Linked DNA regions of Mus musculus: region 1 is linked to region 2. A link is a contact called in public Hi-C data. All regions are on one chromosome and are shown on one strand. Each heading gives the region's core, a stretch centred on a gene start, on an enhancer-like site or on the middle of the called end of the contact. The rest is flanking DNA. Distances are from core to core; before and after follow the strand shown.

What was found. A called contact is a pair of places that touch in the nucleus more often than the background predicts.
Region 1: a Hi-C map of cerebellar granule neurons shows a contact between it and region 2, with 2.9 times the contacts expected there. The contact joins two enhancer-like sites. A contact is called at or near these places in 5 of 484 Hi-C or Micro-C datasets (brain, cerebellar granule neurons and cerebellum).

Annotation. Positions count from the first base shown.
Region 1 is chr6:24,098,384-24,103,358 of GRCm38.p6, reverse strand. It overlaps Slc13a1 (solute carrier family 13 (sodium/sulfate symporters), member 1), which reads left to right. Exons shown (of 15, transcript NM_019481.2): 11 at 3,007-3,113. Among named protein-coding and RNA genes, the nearest start is that of Slc13a1, 67 kb to the left of the region's middle. Within about 2 kb of position 1,883, at least 2 of the 459 cell types and tissues checked have an H3K27ac peak or open chromatin away from gene starts, as enhancers often do. A contact at or near this core is called in cerebellar granule neurons and cerebellum, where this site is marked.
Region 2 is chr6:23,871,609-23,876,538 of GRCm38.p6, reverse strand. No RefSeq gene overlaps it. Among named protein-coding and RNA genes, the nearest start is that of Cadps2, 35 kb to the right of the region's middle. Within about 2 kb of position 2,463, at least 5 of the 459 cell types and tissues checked have an H3K27ac peak or open chromatin away from gene starts, as enhancers often do. A contact at or near this core is called in cerebellar granule neurons and cerebellum, where this site is marked.

The DNA of each region.
Region 1 (4,975 bases), core at 634-3,133, 230 kb before region 2:
TAAATACTTCCTGCAGCCTTGAGAAACTGCACGAGATGCTTGATTCATTTCTTTAAAAAAATATTTTTACGGAGGTTTTTAAGGAGATGACGTTAAGAATCAAAAAGGATAGCCATCACGCCCTGCATAAAGATCAGGATCCGCTGTACCTGGGGGCTTTTCCCTTCAGACAAAGTTAGACATTCAGCTGCACCAACTAAGCTGGCTAGGACCACAGTGTGAGAGTCACACAGGCTGTGTTCCTGAACCTTCTGTTTGTTCTGGGCAAGCCTCGCTTCCATTACCTGGAAGATGGAAATTACACTAGAATATAGAATACTGGGTCTTTTTTCCTAGGAAAGGTGGTAAATAAATCTTTAGTGTGTGAAATATATAGTATGCGGTGTCTTCTTAATCTGACATATATTGACTCACACTCTGTGATTTTTTCCACTTTTATGTCTCCCGAAGATTGTTTATTGGGCTCAAGTTTTATTTATTTATTTTTTTCTTTCCATCACATGCATTTTTCAGTAGTTTCCTACAGAATTAACGCTACCACCATTTCATAGATACAGCTGAGCTGACTAAGTGGTAAGATGAGTTTGAAGTGAAGGCTGGAAGGCAGAGGTAAGGCTCCAGCAGGCGTTACTGAGTCATGTGAAATTTGTAGTACATCCTGTGTGTTAATAAAATTTAGTTTTGAGATTTGTGTCCTCAGTCTATTTTTGATGGATATGCTCTGTTTTTTTTTATTAGATATTTTCTTTATTTACATTTCAAATGTTATCCCCTTTCCTAGTTTCCCCTCCGAAAATCCCCTATCACCTCCCCCGAACCCCAAAACCCAGAAGATTTTCATCTTGGCCTTACTGTCTTACCCCAGCAAGAATCCACACAGTTTGGGAGCAAAAAAATCAAAGCTGTTTGAGTCAGATGTATTCTGGCCTCATGGAAGAGAGAGACAAAAACCTTCCCCTAGCCTGACTACTCTGTTTTCACAGAGCCTTGCCAATAGCTAAGGTTCGAGGGATGAATTCAAACGTCTTATGCCTTCCTTGCCTCAAGCAACGCATGAGGTGGACGCTTTAAAGGACAGCTTGAGTCTCTGGATTCCGTTAGGCAAAGAAGTTCTCATTTTGAGGCTTCCAAAACAAAAGCACCATCTATTTATGTAAAAGAGGCTATTGTTTAAAACAACGTTAGCACTTTATGTTTTTTTCTAATAGGATTTAGAGCAAAATAGAAACAAAACAAAAAAAAATAACTTCGCTTCTCTTTAAAATCTAACCTCTACTATTATAAATACTGCCCCCAGTAGTAATGTGTTGAGAACTGGATGGAATCTGACAATAGCTGATAAAAATTAGGAGGCAGTCCCAATAGGATCTTCAGTACATCAGCATCGAATGTTTCTTCCTTGTGGAGGATAATATAGTCCAGGATATGTTTTGTTTGTATTGAGAAAGCAGGGTTTGCTATGAGCAGGTGCCTCTAATATCAGCTAGCTTTGTGAGACAGCGGTAGGAAAGGGGAAGGAGCTTGAAAGAGGACAGATTTGAAGATATAAATGAAACAATCACAAGCAAATAAAATTTGTATAAGCTCGATAATTTATAGTGGTGAGATAACCCAATCCATAATGAATCAAATCTCCAAATAGTGAGACAATTATAATTTAAAATGTGTTATGAAAAATGTTTGTTTAACATTTATACCTTTATCTATCCTGTAAAATATGTGTGTAGTATGTGCAAGTTTTAGGCAGTTACAATTTCTAAAGCTGGTATGATATATTAAGATTTATTGCTACCACCTAATGTTTTCATTCCATCTGTTTGAACCTGGACTGATTTCAATATGTCTTTTCATATAAAACAAAATCCAGTTACATGACACCTGGCCCAGCTTGGCAAAAACTCAGCCAAAAAATGTAACTAAAATAGAACAATAACGAAACAATATAGTTACAGGAAGTGGTGAGGTTTTTTTAGAAATAATTATGCCATTGTAGGGTTTTAGTCATCAAGACAAGAAAGTAAGCCATATTTAAGATAAATTTAAAAAAACATATATCATACTGAGAAACATAATATACTTCCTTGATTATTTAGATTTTGTACACATAAACTATAAGAATATAGGTAGTTTCGCGGCAAATAAGATATGATAGAAAAACAAGCCTTATGATGTCCGTGTTTCTTCAGGCTACAAAGATGCACGTAGTTGATACTGCTGACTTCTAAAGCTGTATTCTAATTACTTGTGTCTGTTTCATTTGTATAATCTCCAGGTGCCTCTTAACTGCTGAGGCTTCCGGGAACCTGTCCTTTTGCTAGAATGGTCTAGCGGTTCTCAGCCCCATCTGTTCCTGAATTACTCTTAATTTGTACAGAGATCATTTGTGAGCATCTCATAAGCCATTCTGATAATTAATCTCCTCAAGTTTATAGAGGGAAAAGCAGCCAATGTGTTGCTCTTGCTTTCCTTTGTGTGTATATCTAGGACCCTCGACAGGAGCAGGTGTTTCATCCTAGAAACCAGATCAAGTTTCTTTCACAGTTTGTAGAGGAGTTTGAGGGGACACTAGCAACAGCAGGTCACGCTAGATTCAATAGAAGGACATTATAAATCAATTACATGGGGCTTTGCCAAACTCCAGCGACTGTTTCAAGCTCAAGTATCTGACACTGTAATAAAAAGCAAGATCTCAAAGAGGAAATTGGTTAACAAATCTGAAAGTCGACCTGAAAAAAACATTGCTCTCTTGGTCTGATAAAGTAGCCTCCAAATAGGTGGTACTGATAATCTGAGAAATGTATTAAATTGTTAAGCATGCATTCTGAAATGCATTCTTGGTCTTTGCAAGTTACTTCACTTTACTGGAAAGGTGTATGTTTTATGATTGCCCAGAGTAAATGACCTGTATTATCACTTCTACTTATTATTAACATAACTAATTGATACCTTAGCTCACATAGGTTCTTAGTGCCATCTTTAATGTACACATTTGTTTATATTTTTCAGGTACCCGGGTTATGTTACAGATTCAACGGTTGCTTTAGTAGCAGGAATCCTTTTCTTTCTAATTCCAGCTAAGAAAGTGACAAAAATGACATCTGCAGGAGAAATTAGTTGAGTATCATTTTGAACACTGAATTTATAGAAGACCTTTAAGAAATCAAAATTCTACCAGCTTCAGTTGGCAAATAGTATTAAAAATGGCCAAAACCCTTATCATAGCATATCCCACTTACACCCGAGTTCCTCACTCAGCTGGAGTTTGCCTCCACCTACAGGAAGACTCACTAGAGTTTACTTGAAGGAAAAGTATATTTCCTTTAATACCCAGGTTCCAGGTCTTCTATGACAAATACCACCTCCCAAGATCAGAATATTAACTAACAAGTAAATAAGAGTTTATCAATTACTTCTTTATGATGCTACCTCCGTCATAAGTTCTGAGAATCTAGAAAAGAGTGAATTTTATGAGAGAGGTTGCTTCCAGTTTCACAGAACTCCTTGGAGAAAAGAAAACAACCCCCATGTGGAATTAACCTGTGGTCACAACTGGAAAAGTTATTCAGTAGGCGCACTTACGTAGTCTGTTTACAACCCATGGACAGAGAAGTGCACACATCAGCAGAAGCTGACATGAACTCCAATCGTGTCTATGCTTTGTATTAACTTTGATTTTCAGTAGTTATATTCCTAAATTACACACGTAGGTCAGATGGGTTATAATAGTTTGGAAACACAGTTGATTGGGGTTTTTTGTTTGTCTTTTTTTTTTTTTTTTCTGAAGTGAGACTGTGAGTTCTGTAGTTGGGTTGGTACCTCTTAAGTCATCTTTAAATGATGAATTTTTCAGATTTGCAGACTTGATTTAAATGAGTAGCATACTGCAGAAATAAAATAGTTCCATTCTTCGTAAGATTAGAATATATCGATGTGTATTATGCAGCTATAGAATTCTATAGCAATGGTTCCTTTGAGCCCACTAGAACAGTGGATTTCAACTTGTGGGATGTGACCGCTTTGGGGGTTGAGTGGCCCTTTCACAGGAGACACATATCAGATATCCTGCATATCAGTATGTCCATTGCTATCCATAACAGTAGCAAAATGAATTACAGTTATGAAATTGCAACAAAAATATTTTTATGGTTGGATGTCACCACAACATGCAACTGTATTAAAGGGTTGTAGTATTAGGAAGGTTGAGAACCACTGAACTAGAATCTATAGCCACTCTACTTAATGCCCAGTGATGGCAAGTGTTGATGAAGAAGCAGTTTGCTTTAGCCTCCTTGGTTCTTACCTCTTAACACACATGATCTTAGTCTACTCAACAGACTTGGGAGCCTATTTTCAGTCATCAGTTAAAAGTTTGCTTTAGATCTGGTAAAAAGAGAAACATAAGGGAGGCTTAATAGTGTTCTTATGACATCACTGTGTAGAGAGAACACATATTACATACAAATGTCTAAAGAAAATAATGTGCTCCTAAGTTAACTTATTCATCAAGTTGATGGATGTATATGAGGAAAAGTCTTTATGCTGATTGCTTCATGAGCATGAACATTCTTGAAAACGATATTTCAACATTCGATTTTGAATTTTGAATAATCCTTAAACCAGAATCTTGATTCTCTTTATGATTAAAAAATCGGCTTTAGTGAATGATTAAAATTCCACACTGATACTATTGAGGAAATAGGGTATTATCAACATTTGATATAAGAAAGAAAGGTGCATGTGTTAGTTTCATGTTGGTTGCTGACATACATAGCCTGAAAACAGAACACCATAAAGGATGGAAGTACTATTGGGCTTACAATTCTGGAGTACAGTCCACCATTGGGTGATACCAAGGACGGAACTTTAGTCACATCACATCCATTGTTAAGAGCCATAATAAGCAAATGTATTCATGATTTTGAAGCTTTCTCTACTCTTATAAAATCCAGGGCTCATCACATGAAATGGTATGACC
Region 2 (4,930 bases), core at 1,214-3,713:
GACAAGAAAGTCCAATGCAAATTAGCCATGAAAATGTTTCAACTCTACAGACAAACAAAAACCGGACCCTTAATTTTCCCCATTGAACATCTGAGAGGAGACCACTCCCTTCTGTTTTCTTAAAGCATTCCCTTCAATGATAACAAATTTCTAATCCTCTTTCGGTCAATCCTTTTAAGAATTAAATAAGCCCCTTGTCAGCTTAATGGCCCCCCAATGAAAAGCAATCACCAGGGAAGATGGTGATCGAGATCACATCTGTGGAAGGGTATTAGTTCACTGTAGGTAGAGGATGGTGACACCGACTTACAAAGGTATCCTGTGAGAAAACTGAGAGCTTCACTTCCCTCTGATAAGACCAATTAGCTAGCACCAATAGTCACCTCAATTCATAGGTGAAATGAAGTGCTGAGTCTTCCTGGAGAGGATTTACTAGCCTTGAGAGCCTCTATAGACACTTTATCTACTTGGCTGTAGAAACATCTTTTGTCTTTGCACTCTCATCAGCACAGTGCCTTTGATGCACATTTCCTTCCTTTTAATGTTTTGTCAACAACTATTTTCTTTCTCTTCTACATATGATATGGGAACACTGGGTGTCTTTGAGAACAATGAGGCTTTCCTGGGATCTTGGTGAGCTGAGCTTAATGGGGTCCTCTCAAGCCATATAACTTGGAGAAATTATTTATTTCTACACACCTGTGTTCTTGGTCTCCTGCCTCTCCTGGGAGGAAGCTGGTCAGATTTAGCAGAGAACAAGCTCTTAACTGAATGGCTGGCCCCTCCAGGTGGGCTGACTTGTCTCTTAGGATGTGATTATCAGTTAGCCAGAAGTTTTCCTTGCAGGATATCAGGCCTGACACACCAGGAGACGTGGATAAGATCTAATAAACACCTAACAGTTCATTAAGCAGGCCTATGAGCTTGAGTCAGAACTCACAAGACCATCCCCTTTGTTTCTGATACATGAGAATTAAATGTTTTTCCAGTGTTGGAAGACTCAAATCTGGGGCCTCAAAGTCATTAATGCTTTAGTTAACTCTCACCTTTCTGGGGCACCATAATGGAGACCTTATGGAGAAAGTTGTCATCTGCATAGGGTTACACAGAAAGTTGTCATCTGGGAGATCTTGAACCCGAGGATGACAGAATTTGGTCCAAATCTTCCAATGTTTGCCCAAATAGGTGAGTCTAACCATAAGCCCTCAGAGCAATATTAGGCAAGTCAACTGAGTAACCACATCTGAAAGGGATTAGGAATCAGGGTGCAGAGGAACGCAATAGAAAGTATCTTTTAAGTTGTGAAGCCAGCACAACTTTAGTACCTGCAGAAATTTAAGTCAGTAAGGTACATGAATTGGAGACTACAGGACATATAGGACTATAGGGAACACAATCTTACATCAATGGAACAAGTCCTACTCTCCATTCCCTGCTGGGCTTCTGAACTTCTAGTGTAGGGGCACTGCAGGCTACATTGCAGAAGTTTTAGGATTTTCCTTAGACTGATTCTGACATAGCAATGGGAGAGAGAAGGCAAAAACAGAAGCAAGGGAACCCAGGTATGGTGGGTTTAGGCAAACAGTAGAAAACAAGCAGCCAAAGGTCTCCAGTCTACTCCTGCTGCAGCTGTTGCAGCTTCCTCCCCTCCAGCAGGGCCTTGTCTAGCTAGCACCAGACAACTTTATTGCTCCATCCCAGGTGGGATCTATACTTCTCTCAGACTCTTCCCTGGGTCCCAAAATATTCCCGTGGACCCTACAAATTTCTTAAAAGTGCTAGATCTCTTTGGAAATTTGCTAGCACTGGCTTTTCTAGCTAGCCATAAACTCAATGTCCTATAGAGCAGGCACACTCCTAGCTCCTGGCCTCGTAAGCAGCTGGAAGAGAAAACAGAAGGAGTTGTGTTCAGATCTCCCAAAGAAATCTGCCTTGTTCAAATGTGACCTGTTACCAAGCGAAAGGGAGGCTCAAAGGAGAAAGGAGGCTGAAGATGCTCATTCCTCCTGCTTGCAGGCAAGGATTATAGCAAATGGAGGATGAAAAAGTTGGAATAGCAAGAGTCTGCTGGTCTCTATACTCATCTGCATTTGATTCCCTGGCCTGAAGTAGCAACGTGATCTGGGAACAGTAGACCCTTTCTTGGCTCTAGGTGAGTTTAGCTTGGGGTTGCTGGGGTCCCAGAAAATCCCATGTCTACCAAACCCACCCTAAGTCTTAGGCTTTTTGGATTCCCTTCTCTCAATTTCGAAAAATGAAATTCACAGAGCACAGAGGTTGTGTTTTACAAAGAAGCACATTAGAAATTCATCACTGGGAGTGAAAGAGAAAAGCAAAAGACAGAGTTCCTGTTTAGCGAAAACAAATCCCTAGAACTGGGATTCATTGAGGGCTTCAGAGTTAATCAGGATTTACTGGGTAGAGGCACCAAGGGGAGATAAACTGGTTGGTCCAGTTGGCCCATGCACAGGAGTCCATATGCCTCTCAGTTTCAGCGGCATCCCCAGGCTTCCCTTCTGGCACCCTGATCTCAGGCCAGAGTGAACCCAAAAGCCGTTTTGGCTTAAATAGTTCTGACATCTCTGGCCTTTAAGAAGGAGGGAACTGCCAACATGGCCAAGACACTTAAAGCATCAGCCAAGGAAAACATGTTCATTTGGGGGTCTGCTATCCTAAATTGCATAGCCAATGTCTATGCCGTATTCTCCTTACTTTTATTGGGAGCATTAAGAAGAGACTTAGCTTCTCATGCTTCCAAAACACAACTCCTTGCTTACTTCAAACTCCTGATCATTAAGAGTCTTCTCTAAATTAGCCATATCCAATGCGTTAATTAGGCGTATATTTTTTATTTGTATTTATTGATTTTGGTGGTATCTTTAAGGATCAGTCTCAAATCTAATGGCTGCAAAGATTAATGTTTCTATATTCTGTGAGAAGCCTTTCTTTTTATTTCTTTGAGACAGAGTCTCATCATGCAGCCTTGGCTCATTTCAGCTATGATATGTAGAAAGGGCTGGTTTCAAATGCACAGAAATCTTCCTGGCCCTGCTTTTTGGGCGCTTGGATTAAAGGCACATGTTTCTGTTGTGCCAGGGAAATGTTAGTCATCCCCCAAAACACTGACAGGAGCCAATGTGATGCAACTCATAGCAGAGCCTTTATTCTAGTTGAGCTAGCTCAGCCCCCTCACCCCCAACGCCCAATGAAGGATGGTTTTGGTGGTGGGAGAGCCCCCTGAATGTTTATTGGGGCAAGGCTTTATAGTAAGCAACAAGCAGGGAATACGTGTACAAGCATCTAATTGGAAAGCTATTGTGGCCTTTAACATTATCGGCTGATGATGGGAATCATATCATGAACATAATTTCTGTTCCCATCTGTATTGGAGGTTGTTAGACAGGGGGTGCGCTTGTAACCTGGGGATGCAGGTTTGCAGGGGGAATAACCTGGAGACACTGATCTTGTTGAGGGTATAACCTGGAAAAGCTGGTCTTGTTGGGGATTAGCCTAGAGATTGGAGCTAAGCTCAGGTTTTATTGGGAGGCAACTTGGAAACTAGTTCTAGGTACCAGCCTGTTAGTTTACCTGAGTTCAAGCTTAGATTAGGCTCTCTAAAATGGAGACCTCACACCTGGCTTCTAAGACTATAGCTAAGTTACACCCATACACACATATTTACAATGGCTTAAGGAGAAGGTGGACTATACAATAGACTAAAATAGGAACTATGGCAAGGGCACGAAGCCCTTGACACTGGCTTCTAAGATTAAGTGAATCTTAGGTAGAGCCCTTGTTGATTCCCAGTTGTTAACAATGAATTCTATCCCAGGTAGTTACTGTTAGACCTTCAGTGTTTGCATTCCTCTGTTTTATGTAAGATTCTGGTTAACTCATTTGTACCGTACAAATATGTCACCCAACTTCCTTATTGTCTTCTGCATAAAAAGTCTGATGCTCGATTTGAAAAATACATTCAGATTCCACACGACCTCTCCTGTGTACGTCTGTCTGTCAATTCATCCTACGCTTTGTCCACCCTCGACTACAGACCTGTTCCACTCAGACAAAGGGGCCCAGAGGGTCTGCATCTTATTTCCATACCCTGCTTCTATGGGAAATCTTAATCAATAGCTACAGTACTTGAGAGAAGATCCATGAAACTGGAATTTAGATTCCCAACATCCACAAAACAAACCACATGTCCCTGTAAAAACCAACCATTCTAACTCTGAGGAATCTAAACCCCTCTTTTGAAATCCATGTATGAAAAAAAAAATATCAGCACATACAGGTAGGCTTACACTCAAACAGACATTTACATACACATAAATAAAATAGATCTTAAAAATCAGCTAACCAGCCTTCTCTTGTGAATTCCTGTACATTTGAATATTGGCCTGCAAAATTCTTTCAAATCAAGAATTGGTAAGTGTTAAAAATTAAATGATGTTTAAGAAGAAGAGATGGTTTGGTGGGAAATAGCATTTGTTACTCTCTAAAGGACTCCACTGTTGTTTCCAGCACCCACAGGATTGCTCTCATCCATAGGTAACTCCAGTTACAGGGAAGCTGACACCCTCTTCTGACCTCTGCAGGCACTGTATTCATGCAGTCTCTGGAAATATCTACAGGCAAAAGTGCAAATATATAATATAAAATAACTATTTATAAAAAACAAATAATGTTTGTTCAGGTCTTGATCTGCCTTTAAATTAAAGAAGTGTAAGAGCTGGGGGCCTTCACATTTTAGAATTCCTCAAGGGAGAAAGAAACATTTTCTAAGACTTAATGCTCTCATCCTAGCTGGATAGACAGTACATGAAGAACATCTATTTATATTAATCTTAGCATTACTTTGCCCATGCAAACACAGTATGAACAGAACATAGAACTTTGAATTGTGTTTTCTTTTGCTATATATCTTTGT